Linked DNA regions of Hordeum vulgare: regions 1 and 3 are each linked to region 2. Evidence: chromatin contacts called from public Hi-C data. All regions are on one chromosome and are shown on one strand. The core of a region is the stretch at or near the end of the contact, and the rest is flanking DNA. Distances in the headings are between cores, read along the strand shown.

Region 1 (4,538 bases), core at 1,020-3,519, 990 kb before region 2:
CACCACAGAGCTAATTAATTGCTGATCGCATATGACCAGTAACCAGTATGATTGGCCCCCTTTAGCGACTTCATTTATTTGGAATTCATTTCAAGAAACAATCAAAAGAAGATCCCCTCGATTCTGGCAAAATGCAGAACGAAGATGCATACAAAGGCCAAATCTCTCTTAATTGAACAGATCTCACAATTTAAACCACAAAATTACTTGCCGTCGTCAGACAGGACTGGCACTACTAAACTGGAGTAGAAGAAGAACAACGATATACAGACCAAGCACAAGATAAAGTAAAAATGTTAACAGGATGCGAAGAAACTCTGACCAAGAACAGAGACGAATTAACTAACCTGATATTGCTGCCTTCTGTCTGGAAGACATCCGGCTTCGACCCAAGCTTCATATGCTTCATTGTGCGACGCCGAAAAACAACCTGCAAATCTCGTCCCCGTTTTTCGTCCTCTCTGGCTCTTCTCCTTTCCCTTGGTCCTCCACCTCACCTCACCAGTCACCACCGAATGGGAGCCAAGAAGAAACGCCTCAACAAACCCGCAACACTTAACCCATCAACAAAGCACCAAACCGGTGGCCACTGCCATGTGAAAGGACAAGCCTAACAACTGGTGATAAAGATCCACGCCCAACTGTCCCCCTTTGAACCGCGGCAGAGCCCCCACCAAATCAAATCAGGTCAAGAGCCCAAGCAGAGCTCCCTCTAGATCAGTAAACTAGCCGGCAGTTGCATCAAGATCTGGGTCCAAGAGAGCACAACGGCAACAAGGACTCCTCCTCGTCCAAGCTGGATCGCACACGGAGAGGGAGCGGCAGCGCCTGCAGAGCACAAGGGCAGCATCTTGGGGTGAGGGGACAGCGGGAATAATCGGTGATGCAATGTTGGGAGACCATGGGAACAAGCACCAGTGATGGGAGGAATCTTATCTTGGTTAAAATCACAAGCAAGCAACATGGATGGCACAGACAGGTTGCAAGATGAGAATAATTTAAGGGTGTGGCACATGTAGGCAGTCAAACAGTGATTATTGAATTGCAATCCGTAGACCACTGGTTTGGAGGGGGTTTCTTCTCCTCTTGGTTGGCAACAAGATCGAAATGCGCATAAAGAAGTTGACATGGTCAATTTTTTCTAGGTAATTTTAGCACAAGGAGGAAAGACCTTACAATAAATCCAAAATATATAAAAATGGGACATGGGATTATAAACTCTGACCACAAAAACTGTAATACCGGGATTTACAAATAAATGGCACATATCTCAACAAAAAGTGCACTCTATCTCGTGCTACAGAAAAGGAAGAGAAAAAGGAAGAAATTTATGATTTACTTTCAGTTAACAAGGAACGAAGTTCAGTTCAGTGGTGCCTAACAAAGGGAAATGATGATCAACAGAACCCTTAGAAAAACCTTTTAGAAAACAGTCTGCAAATAAATCCGCGACAGACATAATGGGCGGATTGGAGAGACTAAACGCATGGATTAGATCGCTGGCATCAAATAAATCAACCCAAACGAGTTAGGGATCCGTCACCCGCAAAAGAAATCAGTCGGCGAAGGGCGACGAAGATCTTTGTTGGGCGGAGACGCCTGGCGGCGGAGAGGGGAAGAGGATGTGGCTCCGTCCGATCTTGAAGGCCCTAGACAGTGAACCCAGAGAGGAGGATATACGCAGCCTCTTCTTGTTCTTCTCATCAGAGGGAAGGGGAGGGGAGGGGAGGGGATGGAAAGAAACGGCCTTGGTTGGCAGAAACCAACAGAAAAGCGCAGAAGAAAAGGCAGCTTTTTAGGACAGGGGAAACGACCAAACCAACACCAAGAAACATTCCTACCGAACCACCACCACCACTACTAGATACACTCCTCCAACCTATCGGAGTAACGGAGAAATAAGCGCTCCAATAATACACCATCTCATCTTACTATTGGACGGGAAAATGGCGCAGCGTCGTCGAGCTTGCTCAACTCACGATAGGGAGAGGAAAAGAAAATCCAAACCTTGTTGGAAGGGGGGAAAGAAGAACTGGTAGGGGCTTGTAATTACCTTACAGAAGTTGTGAGGTGGGCGGTTGCGATCAACCGCAAGGCTTATGTTTCTTGGCGCCGATCTGCCGCCGCTGGTGGTAGTGTCTTTTCTTGCGGAGCGAGCTGAGAGCTTGGGAGGCCTCCGAGCTTGCTGCTCTGCTTCTGATGTTGCTGCTCTAATGGATTTGGTTTTTTATCTTGGGAAACACTGGTGGGGGTGCCGGGGTGGGGTGGCAAAGCCTAGTTCATGGGCTGTGCGGATGGACTGTTCTGCCCCTCTAGATGTTCCCTTGCCGGCCCCTCCCTTTCTCCCCCTAGTACTTGCTGGCCCCTGTGTTTATATTCCTGTTTTTTCTCCTTGTCCTTTTTGTTTTGATGACTTTTTATGTAGCCTTATTTTGTGTGCTGGGGGAGTGTTGCTCATTTCAAGGGAGTAAGACTGTCTCCAACTAGACTGGGCAAATCCAGGTCTCTATAAGTCTGGGAATCGGTACTCGGTCACGCTATAGAAGTCCGCGTCCACATACATGTCTCTCAAACCAAATACTTAAACTCACTTTTGTCATACAACATTAAACCTACACACGTAGTAGTACACAACTGCCAAAAATTGACATGTTCTTCTAATGGTTCAAGAAATAATGATTATTTACAAGCAATTTTCATTTGGTTTTCATCGGGTTTTCGTTATTTCTCGGTTATTTCGAACATTGATCCTTCGAGAGAGAAGAAACCCTGTCTTTTCATTATTTTATAGTAAAAAGCACATATGAAAGGAAACCTAGCCGTCGCCACATCATCGAGAATAGAGAGAGAAGAGATCCGGAGAAGAAGAACCATCAGGGATCCTTCTAGTTTTGTTCTTCCATCTCCATATTCATTTCACCTTCATTATTCTAAGAGGAATTTCAAGTTGTAAGATCGAAGTGTAAACTCTTTTCATACTGATCTGGAGACTTAGACTTGTTTAACGATTCATCTTATTTTGGATCTCCATGGTATTATCGATGCGCTTTTCATGAGTTTATTCTCTAGGATGATTGGTTATTCTCTCTCGATTTGTGAGTAATTTTCCCTAGGCATGGGAGATGCAGGTGAGTGGTAAGATTCATTGGTTATTCTGGTTTGACTCTTGGAACCCTAACAACTTCTACGGAATCACAAACAGTTACTTCATATAAGAGCTATGACAACTTGTGCGTGACATCAACGTTACTCATAAATACTATCCTCCACTCTTTGTTGGGACAATTACTATTGGGATACTTACACGAAGGTGATACATTACCATGTGTGTCTTTCATGCCATCATCTACTAACTACAAATGATACAAAAATGGAGGAAGTTCATTCATGGCCACCCTTGCCCCTGTCGTCTTCGTTGTAGAAGTAGCGATCGAAGGCGCACAATGGATTGAGGCGGATCTGCACATTACCAGAGTTGTCAGATCCTTCACATCCCTCCTCCTTGTCCTCTTGGGGAAGGGGCATTCCCACCATGGCACCGATCACTCATATATACTTCATTGCGAGGATGTGCACCGCCCTCCTTTGCCGCTTCACGAGGATACGTGCACTGAGGAATTCCTCATTCCTGTCCAAGGTAGTATGTGACTCTGCCTTCGCGGCCTCGGTCTCGAGGGATGACGCGTGTTGTTGCGCCTTTTTACTCATACGACGGGCACGATGATCCTCCGTAGTGGTCGGGTTGTGATGATTTTCAACATTGACCTGCGACTCAGTGCCCGAAGCAGCGAGGATGAGGCACCCCGCAAAGGTTGCGGCGCCGACAAATGGTCATGCGTCCAATAAGGTCATGATCATGCGCCAAGAGTCACCGGCACCGCTAGATCCAAACGCCATTTGCACAGATGGAATGGATTCATGGCGGAGCGACAACAAATGTGGAGCTGGGATTTCCTCCTAAGACCAGCGAAGTGCAAGCTGGATGACCAACTCCTACTCGTCCCTGCATGGGCCAAGGTATAGGTTCACAGATCGGCAAATCTCAGAGTTAGATCCATTGCCCACCATGCCAGAGAAGGCCAAAGATCATCGGACATGAGCTTGGGGCGAAGTAGAGTGACTGGGGTTTGGTCTAGGATGTGGTTAGGGACAAATACATGTGGAGTCAGGGTGGTCCATAGTGGGTCGAATCCGACATGCCGAACGCGTCCGAGTGTCCCCATATCTGTCCCATATATGGGTTGGGTATGGGGATGAGGATCATATTGGGTGTTTGGAAAGCGTTTGCCAGGTCAGTTTTGGTGGGAAAATTCTATCTCGGTAGTGACCGAGCGGGCCGTCTGGGCGTTTGTGGAAGATATGGGGCATACGATTGCAGATGTTCTAAGACAAAAGAGTTACATCATATGGATCAAAGCGAAGATGCGATGATCATTGTATTGAAGATCAAAGAGAGAGATGATGCCATCTAGGTACTGCTATGGACTCGTAGGTCTATGGTAAACTACTCACACATCATCATGAGGGTAACAAGGTTG
Region 2 (4,527 bases), core at 858-3,357:
GGGATTGTGATTCTCTGCAAAAAGTTTATCAATCTCAAAGTGAACTGTATGCCACAATATAGTGACTTGAACACTACATGGCTATTAGATATAAGTACTCACGGTAGCTGGGTTGCCGACGAAAATCTTGGCAATAAGATCTCGACACTCGGAAGATATGTGCACGTAATCGGGAATCGAGTACTGCACGCTCAATATCCTCTGCCCGAACAAGCTCATTAGTTTTATGATCAGGACAGAGATGGTCAAGAACATGAAGATGGCTCAGAGTGGGAACCTGAATTGTCTTCCTAAAATTCTTGGGCTCATCCGGGTCCTCAAAGGGATATGCACCAACTAGCATAACATAAAGCGTCACTCCACACGACCACACATCCGCAATCTTCATTTCATCGAGGAACAAAGGATTAGTGCTAGGTAACTTGAGACGATACATCGCAGAGTCTAGCAGTACCATGGGATTATACATCATGCATCTCACGAATGGAAATGCTTCGCATGCAAACATAGTTGCCCAAGTGGAGAAAAATACGCAGGAACATTAGACAGAACAACAGGATCAAGATATCATGAGAAGTAGTATTAGCATTGGAGCCCTAATTTGGCCGTGTGCATCCTAGCTATGCAGAGGCCGGGTGCGTGTGCTTCATTTCAAGTCATTAAAATCCACCCTTTGCCGTTAAAAAAATGCATACCTTTCCATCATATTCCTTCTTGAGAAGAACCTCAGGAGCAATGTATGCGGGGGTTCCGACGGTTGATTTAGGCTGCGAGTGAAGAACCGACGACTGCAAGTACGCAGACCAGCAATGAGCAGAGTAACAGGTCGATACACTAGGACACAAAACTATAATCACAAGCAGAGGATAACCCCCAATTTGGCATGTGAACAGAGCAAACATGTTGATTTCTGAAAACTGCAAGCCTGCGACAGTGAAGCAGGTAGCATCTTGTTTTAGTACGTATGTAGGAGGTACCTTGGAATATCCAAAGTCGCATATCTTGAGGCGGGGAGCCGTGCTCCCGTCCAGCAGGGTGTTCTCCAGCTTCAGGTCACGATGGCATACTTGCTTAACAAGAGACGAGACCAATTTAGCAGCTGCCGTAACTGTAACTGACTAACTGTGCAATCGCCCGAAGAGGAAAGCGTACCATGGAGTGGCAGTAGCTGACCCCTGAGAGCAGCTGCTGGAAAAAGAAACGCGCCTGAAAAGTCAGAGGCTTGGGCGGTTAGTACTGGCTAGCACAGTGATTCGGTGGCAGTTGAGCCCACGTACGCGGAAACGGCGAACCTCGTCCTCGCTGAACCTGCCGGCGTTGCAGATGCGCTCGAAGAGCTCCCCGCCGGAGGCGTACTCCATGACGATGGCGAGGTGCGTGGGCGTGAGGATGACCTCCTTGAAGCGGATGATGTTGGGGTGGCGCAGCGACCGGTGGTTGATGATCTCCCGCTGCACGTTCTCGTCAATCTGCAAACACGCGCTTGAGCCCTGGCGTGCCGTTCCGCCCCGTACGTGCAGGGAGGTGGAGAAGTAGCTAGTAGGAGGAAGCAAGTACCTTCTCCCCGCGCTCGATGTACTTGACGGCGACGAGCTGGCCGTCGGCGCGGTTGCGCATGAGGCGCGCGACGCCGAAGTTGCCGGAGCCGATGTCCTTGACGAGCTCGTACCGGTCGCCGTCGTGCATTATGGGCATGTCCATCCCCGGCCCCACCGTCAGCGCCGCCCGGTCCATCCCCCTTCCCCTTCCCTTCCCTTCCCCCACCGCCGCGAGGTCGGTCGATCGAGCGAGCAAGCAAGCTCCCGCGCGCGCGCCTCCCGTGACCCCGCGATCCAAGAGAGAAAGAAGCCTTGGCCTGCTGCCTTTAGTTTAATTAGCTGATGATGAGCTCCAGCTCCAGCTCCAGAGGGGGGGAGGGTGGTGGAACGGATTGGGCGGAGGAGAAGCCCCGCCTCGTGATCTCTCCCTCTCCCTCTCTCACTCACTATCGCCTCGCGCTTTTCGCCCCGCGCCCACGCCGTGCCGGCAGACTTTATTTCCTTAATAAAATCGCCCCTCTCTCTGTGGCTTCTTCTCCTCCGTGTCTCCGTTTTACTTTAATGTTTCTCTCCCCGGTCTGCTTCGCTAGGCGCGCGAAGGATCCAGTCCGGTGGGGAAGAGAAGACGGGGGGAGCGTGACGTGTCGCGTCCTCTGTCCTGGCCCAGCAGCACCGGGCCCCGCGCGTCGGGCTTGTCACGGGAGGCCGGCGCCGGTGGTGTGCGTGCACGTAAGCAGCGCCGGTCAATGACGTGCAGACCCGGCGCGGTGAGGTACGGGTGGGGCCCGGGTGTCGGCGTCTGTGGTAGGACGGTGGCGTAGGCGTAGGGTGGTGGCGGGGCTGGAAATATCTGGAGGGGTGGCTGGAAGGCGTACCGCGTGGAGCGCACGGGTGACGCCTCAACTTCGGGTCGGTGAGTTGAGCTGAGCCCGCCGCTCCGTGCGGATCGGATGGTGGTCGGGTGACCCGTTGCGTGCGTGGACGGCTGCGATTGATTTGACGCTGTGGGCGTGCTCTCGTTTCGGCACCGGCGGTCGTCGAGTTGATCGGCTGACTCGCGGTAGGCGGGGTAGCTGATGATTGAGATAAATACACTCATGGTCATTGTATTTGGAACGAAAGCATGATACGATCACTGAACATTGGAATACGCTCGTTACGGTTATTGAATACGATGGGACGTGAATATATGATCACTGTAGCACGTATGCGGTGCGTACAGCCCTAGTTTGACCTATTGTTGACCGCCACGTAGTGGTCTCTCATTCGGCCAACGATTCATGAAGGGGTTTTTTTTAAAAGAACCAAAATCCCCAATCCCTCAAATCCCTAACCCGCAGCGTCCCCCTCAAATCCCTAACCCTCCGTCGCTCTGCTCCGCCTCCGTCGCTCTGCTCGGCCACCACCGACGCTCTGGCGCTGTCCCCGCAAGCTCTGGCGGTCATGTCTCTCACGAGCTCGTCCTCCTCTGCTGTCCGCCGCCGGGCGTTGGCGCTGCCGCTGATCTGCTGCGCAGGCTACAAGGAGAAAGTGCGCATGTTTGTTTCCACCACTGAGAAGCACGATGGGATGGGTCTTCTACAAGTGCCAAAATCATGGGGTTAGTGTTTTCATGGATTTATCTCTTCGATTTATGTCCTGTCCATGGATTCTATTCCGTTTTGGATGGAAAGATTGAACTTTTTTTTTACCTTGGCATGTATTTTTGGGATAGGTGAGTTGTGAGTTCTGGCGTTGGGAATTGGAGTACGTGCAGTACCTGGTTGACAATCACTATCTGGTTGGCGATGCAGCTGTGGATGCTATTGGTGCGGCTGAGGAACACAGGGAGCAACTTCTGAATGCACAAGAGCTTCATTACATGAATGGATCAACAAGCATGTCTAAGAAGTTTGTGAAGAGAGAGAATGGCAATGTCATGACCAGGCAGCAAGTTGCTGCACTGATGAAGCTTGGGAGAGAGCTAGTGATGCTCATGAAGATCCTGCTTGCTGTTGTGCTGATGTTAGGTGTTGGTGCATTGGTGCTATACATGGTGAAGAACTGAAGATTAGCTGCATTGGTGATGCCCGGTTCATTTTGGGAGACTGCAGTGATGTTAGTAGTGATGGCAGTCCTAGTTTGGTGTCATGTAGTTTGTTTCATGTAATGGTGTCATGTTATGGTGTCATGTAATGGTGGAAGTGACATTGCTATGCTGAACCCTATGTTATATTTGATCAATATGATGTTCTTATGTCATTCCTTCTTAATATGTGATTACTTGTTTTGTGTACAAAGTTCCTCCAAATGGTGTCATGTTATGCTTATTGAAAGGGTATATTACAATGTAAGGCAGTGTTGTCTACAAATAGGACCAAACTGACCAAATAAGAAGTAAGTCTTTTCCAAACTTGACAAATATGCCAAACTGACCAAATATGATGCATGAAAACTTGTTGTCACAACCAAATAAGTCTTGCCCATCATCCACATACAAAAGAAAATAGCCATGTTTCTTACAGGAGAATATTGCAGTCACTATGCATGATACTATCTAAAGACATCAAACATTGAAGATCTTGGAGCCTTCTTTGGATAGGCAGCTTCATTGTCAACCCAGCTTTGTTTCCTTTTTGCAGCAGCCATGCTTTGCTCCCTTGCTTTTTTTTGCAGCAGCCTTCATCTTCTCCTGTGCTGCAGCAAGCCTCTTGTCAGCCTCTCTCTTTGAAGCAACAAGCTTCTTCTCCTCTTCTTTTCTGGCAGCAGCAAGCTTCTTCTCCTTTTCTTTTCTGGCAGCAGCAAGCTTCTTCTCTTCTTCTCTTTTTGCAGCAGCAATTCTCTTCTCTTCTTCTCTTTTTGCACCAGCTGCTTCCCTCTGTGCTCTCTTTTCTTCCTCCTTTTTTTGAGCAGCAGCTCTCCTCTCTGCTTCTTGCCTTGCCTTCTTCTCAGCAGCTAATGTTTACGTTGTGTCTTGAATAATCTGTCTTGTCTCAGCTTGAGCTTTCTT
Region 3 (4,409 bases), core at 509-3,008, 740 kb before region 2:
CCCGGTACGTGTGTGGTCGCTCAACTGCCACTTCGTGACCAGCTCATTTCCCCGGCCGGTCCGCGCACGCCGCGTTCATATCCTTCACCTGTTCACCGTGCCGACGGCCGGCCAACGATCGATTCCAGAGACTGACAACTAGTGTTACTTCCAGTAGCAGCACATACTTGTCGGTTGATCGAGGTATTTTGATGGCTAAGATTGAATTCGGAAGTTCGGACTAGTACTAGTAGTTTGACAAAGCTACCAGTAGCGTCTACCGGCGCACACACGACGAGAGTGCCCGACACGCCAAGCAACTGCACATTTCATTGCTGGTCAGTCCGTCAGTCGGTCTTTACCCAACTACTAGTATTAGTACTAGTCTTGGTATACGTCGAGAATTGGTTGTACTCTCCGTATACCATGTCAATTTTGCTCAATCATGATACTCACACCAAACAAATTAATTAATCAATGAAAGAACCGTTCTACTGAGATACAGTACGTACGTACTATATGGAAAATATAGAAATTAGATATATATGTACTACGTACACCAATCGATGGCCAGCTCCATCGATCGACCTCTACGCTCCACTGGCTGGCTAGGTACGTGTTAACGGGTGTACGTATCACCAACCGGCCGAGCATAAGCAATCCAAAAGAATACACACCAACTGGTTGATGATTGAAAATTTCTTTGATGATTTAGCTACGCCGGGATCATCAGCCTCGGCTTCTTGAATGCCAGCGGGCTGAGGACCTCCTCCTCATCGGCCGGCACCGGCACGCACCGCTCGCGCTCGGTGACGACGACGATGTCCGGCAGCGCCGGCAGGTTGAGGTCGAACCGTCGGCTCGCGACCGCGGTGGCCCCGCCGCCGCCGATGGGGCCCTCGTAGTGGCGCCGCTTGTGCCCGCCCAGCGCCTGCCCGGTCGGGAAGGTCTTGTTGCACACGGAGCACTCGTGCACCTTGCCACCCGCGCCGCTGGACGTCGTTGAGGAGGACGCGGCGGGCGAGGCCGCCGTCGTGGCAGCGGGCTCGTCCGCGGCGACGGGCGCCGGCTTCGGGCGGTGGCTCGCCTTGTGCCCGCCCAGGGCCTGGTAGGACGGGAACGCCTTGCCGCACACGGAGCAGCGGTGCTCCTGCGCCGGCGAGGACGGCCGGAGTATCTGCTGGTCGCGGTGGCCGCGCGCCAGCATGAGGAGGCTGAGCGCGAGGTGCTCCTCCTCGCTGGGCGCCCGCTGCTGCTGCCGCCTCGGGCGCTTCCGCTTGCCCCACCCCTCGGCGCACCGCAGCTCCTCCTCCTCCTCGCTCACCGCCGGCGACGGCATCGCCGCCGCCGCGTCGCGAACCGCGTCCACCGCCATGCACGCACGCACGCCGATCCAACGCGCGCAAGAACGTGCCTCGCTTGCTTATTCTCTCGCGCACGAACGAAGAGCGGTGGGCAGTGTGATGGAGCAGTGGTGACTGGGTGGAGATGGCGGGGCAACCGGTGGTGGTTTTATACAAGGGAGAGAGGTGAGCGAGTAGTGGTAGGCAAGTCGTTGGTGGTGATGCAGTGGTTTGCTGGTGTGTGTGTGTGTGTGTGTGTGTCAGTGTGACAGTGTGTTAGGGAGAGACCAAGTGAGTGGTGGTTGGTTCTTTGGGACTAAGCAATGGGAGGAAGATGAAGAGTTGCGGCAGCATTTGGTCAACTAGAAAGCAGGGACGAGGAGGCTTCCAAGTGGTGGAAAAACAATGGGTAGGGACGATGATCGGGCTGTTTTGGACTTTTGTGGGGGTGGGGGGGGGGGGGGTCTCCAGAACTTCATAAGATTCACGGTCATCAATAATGATAGACCTACCAATACTTACAAATGTTTACTTAACCTTCCAAACTAATTTTTCTTTTCTCCTGATTTTCAGTGGGATGGGCCCCTCATCTTTAATTATCCATCATAATCCTACGCACCAGTTTGTACTTAAAATCTTTAAATAAACTTTTATAGATGTAGCATTACTCTACGGTCACCGAAGAGGAAGAAGAGTAAATGAGAGGGGACTTGTTCTCTGTCTAGTCGTGGAAAGGCAAACTTGATAAGATTCACGGTCAGTGAAGAAGAAGAGCATGCAAGAGGATGTTTTCTTTTCTTCGCAAAATGGAACTTTGGATCAATTATTGACTAACGGTGATGGAAGCGGGCCGGGGCGGCGCGCCAAATGGATGGTTGATTACGCCGTGATGTCACGGGGTGAGAGGAGGAGGCATCTGGTGCGTTGGGCCACGATGTGCCTCAGCTTTAAACAAGTGTCGTGCTGCGTTCGATCACGATCGCTCTGAGAAATGGATGGTTAACAACTCTTTTCTGCCGCGGACAGTCTCAGCAGCGCTAAGAGCCTAAGATCGAACAGCCTTTCTCATCAGTTCACCGATAACGCCAGGTGCGCTGTCAAGCTAGGTAGTAGTACTTCACAGCCGTGAACTGAAGGAACATCTTCTCGCCACAACGCGGCTGTAGGAGCCGGCACATTTCCCTTTTCTGACAACACGCCGTCCGTCGTGGAGGAAACGAGCTCCCGGATTTTATTGGGCTGAAGATGACACGACACGAGTAGAGAAATCGCTAATTAGGGTCGGCCATTTGGGGAGTGAGTGACAAGCTAGTGAGTGGAGTACGTCGTAGCATGCTGGTTCGTGGTCGACGGCTTCGTGCTGTGCGTGCGTGGAGCTGCCGCGTGGAAGCGAGCGCTCTGGCCGGATATATCTCTCTTGGGAGGCGGCGGGCACTCACAGGGCGACCGTGTCCCGTTCGACGGCTTCGTGCTGTGCGTGGGTGGAGCTGCACAGGAAAGGCAGCCGCCATGGAGATCCACAGAAAAGGTGTACACCTGTCAGCAGGCTCGCCCTTTCTCGTGTTAGACCTCTCCACGCGAAACGCTTCTCCATGGGATCAAACTAACACGGCGAGTTTTTGTGAATGAAGAAATTAAAAGAAGAAGAAAAACACGGCAACGAGTTGTAGCTGTTCAAACCGGGTCGCCCAATCTGAACTCGACTCGTATGTACATCTGTCATCAGGCTAGTCGTATATCATCCCGGAAATCGTTAGGTCGGTAGGTGATGTTTTTTCTTTCTTTTGTCCGTGCTTGTCTAGTTGGTGTGTACCACGCGTGATCGGTAAAAGGTACAAATCGAACTAGGACTCGTATGCACCGCAAGTACGGAAGTACCTAAAGAACGCATAACTTGGGAGTAGCACATTGATTGGGAATTAACGGTGAACACACAAATCGAACTAGACAAGCACATATATATGCTACTTGTTAGGAATAATTAATATGTATTAATTATGTAATTAATCAATACTACGTCGGTTGTTCTTTTGGCAACCGCCCCTTTGTAAACTGCCATGTACTGGGTATAAATATCCTCAATTTCCATCAATGAGAGTTTACTGTTCATTCTATCATCCTCCTTCTCTGCTTTTACTCTTAACACGTTATCAACACGCTCTGCATCTGAGCGATTTCGAGATCGAGAAGAACACAAGGGGAAAAAACAGGCAAAAGGTAAGAAGAAAACCAGTTGCCAATGGCGCTGGATGCGGCCTTCGCGCCGCAGGACGCAGCCGCCTGCGCCGCGCCGAGCGCCCGGCCGCCCGGCCGCCTCCCTGTGCTACGCTCCTCACCCGGCAGACTCCCTGCGCCGCGCTCCTCGCCCGGCCGCCTCCCGCGCCGCTTTGCGTGTGACAGCCCAAGACCGATGCCTAGAAGATTCCCTTTTTTTCGTTTCCGTCGTGTGGCTATTTTATTTTGTTGGTTGCATCATCATGTAGTTGCACCATGGCATTATGCATGGCATCATGTCATCCGTGTTAGTTGTCGGTGTTGCTTGTTGCTGTGTTGTTGGGTGTTAGTGCGTTGTGAGTGTGACGTCGTTTGTTGGCATGATGAGAGTGCGTGCGTGAGAGCCACCGCTAAGCCCTGTTGCGTCGCGGACCTAAAACCTTCTCTCCCCTCTCATTTCCTTTTTTGTGGTTTGGCTAAAGACTTTAGTTTTAACCCCTATTTTAAAAATAAAGATTTGTCTTCTTTTAAAGAAAAAACATTTTATTAAATGTGGGGGCAACCCCTCTCGGTTTCGTTATTTTACCTTTTGTTTAAAAAAAAAACAAGAGACCCATTTTATTTAAGGGGTTTGGTTTATTCTTTTACAAGAAAAGGGGTTATTTTTATTTTCTTGTTAAAAGAGTTTTTTTTTTTAAAAAAAAGGGTTTTATTTTAATTCTTAAAAGAAGGTTTCATTTTATTTGTTTTAAAATGCCAATCTATTTTATGGTTGGGGTTTAATTTTCAAAGGAGCAAAAACATTTTATTTATTTATTTATTTTTAAACGTTTTTCTTTTGTAAGCTTTCTATTTTTTTAAAAGGTAAAAAAA

What was found. Hi-C and Micro-C count contacts between places; a contact is called where the count stands out from the background.
Region 1: a contact with region 2 is called in a Hi-C map of seedling, with 1.9 times the contacts expected there. The contact joins the promoter of LOC123447785 here to the promoter of LOC123447791 in region 2. A contact is called at or near these places in 1 of 6 Hi-C or Micro-C datasets (seedling) and 1 of 1 datasets of contacts at active chromatin or transcription factors (embryo).
Region 3: a Hi-C map of seedling shows a contact between it and region 2, with 4 times the contacts expected there. The contact joins the promoter of LOC123451143 here to the promoter of LOC123447791 in region 2. A contact is called at or near these places in 3 of 6 Hi-C or Micro-C datasets (leaf and seedling) and 1 of 1 datasets of contacts at active chromatin or transcription factors (embryo).

What each region holds. Positions count from the first base shown.
Region 1 is chr4H:41,475,207-41,479,744 of MorexV3_pseudomolecules_assembly, forward strand. LOC123447785 (BTB/POZ domain-containing protein NPY4-like) reads right to left here and starts at 2,270. Exons shown (of 5, transcript XM_045124459.1): 1 at 2,054-2,270; 2 at 348-828. The coding sequence starts at 409.
Region 2 is chr4H:42,461,829-42,466,355 of MorexV3_pseudomolecules_assembly, forward strand. LOC123447791 (serine/threonine-protein kinase SAPK10) reads right to left here and starts at 2,108. Exons shown (of 8, transcript XM_045124465.1): 1 at 1,558-2,108; 2 at 1,293-1,469; 3 at 1,153-1,206; 4 at 978-1,070; 5 at 696-788; 6 at 278-382; 7 at 103-201; 8 at 1-14. The coding sequence starts at 1,734.
Region 3 is chr4H:41,726,642-41,731,050 of MorexV3_pseudomolecules_assembly, forward strand. It overlaps LOC123451143 (zinc finger protein 1-like), which reads right to left and starts at 1,759. Exons shown (of 1, transcript XM_045128150.1): 1 at 431-1,759. The coding sequence starts at 1,354. The coding sequence ends at 695.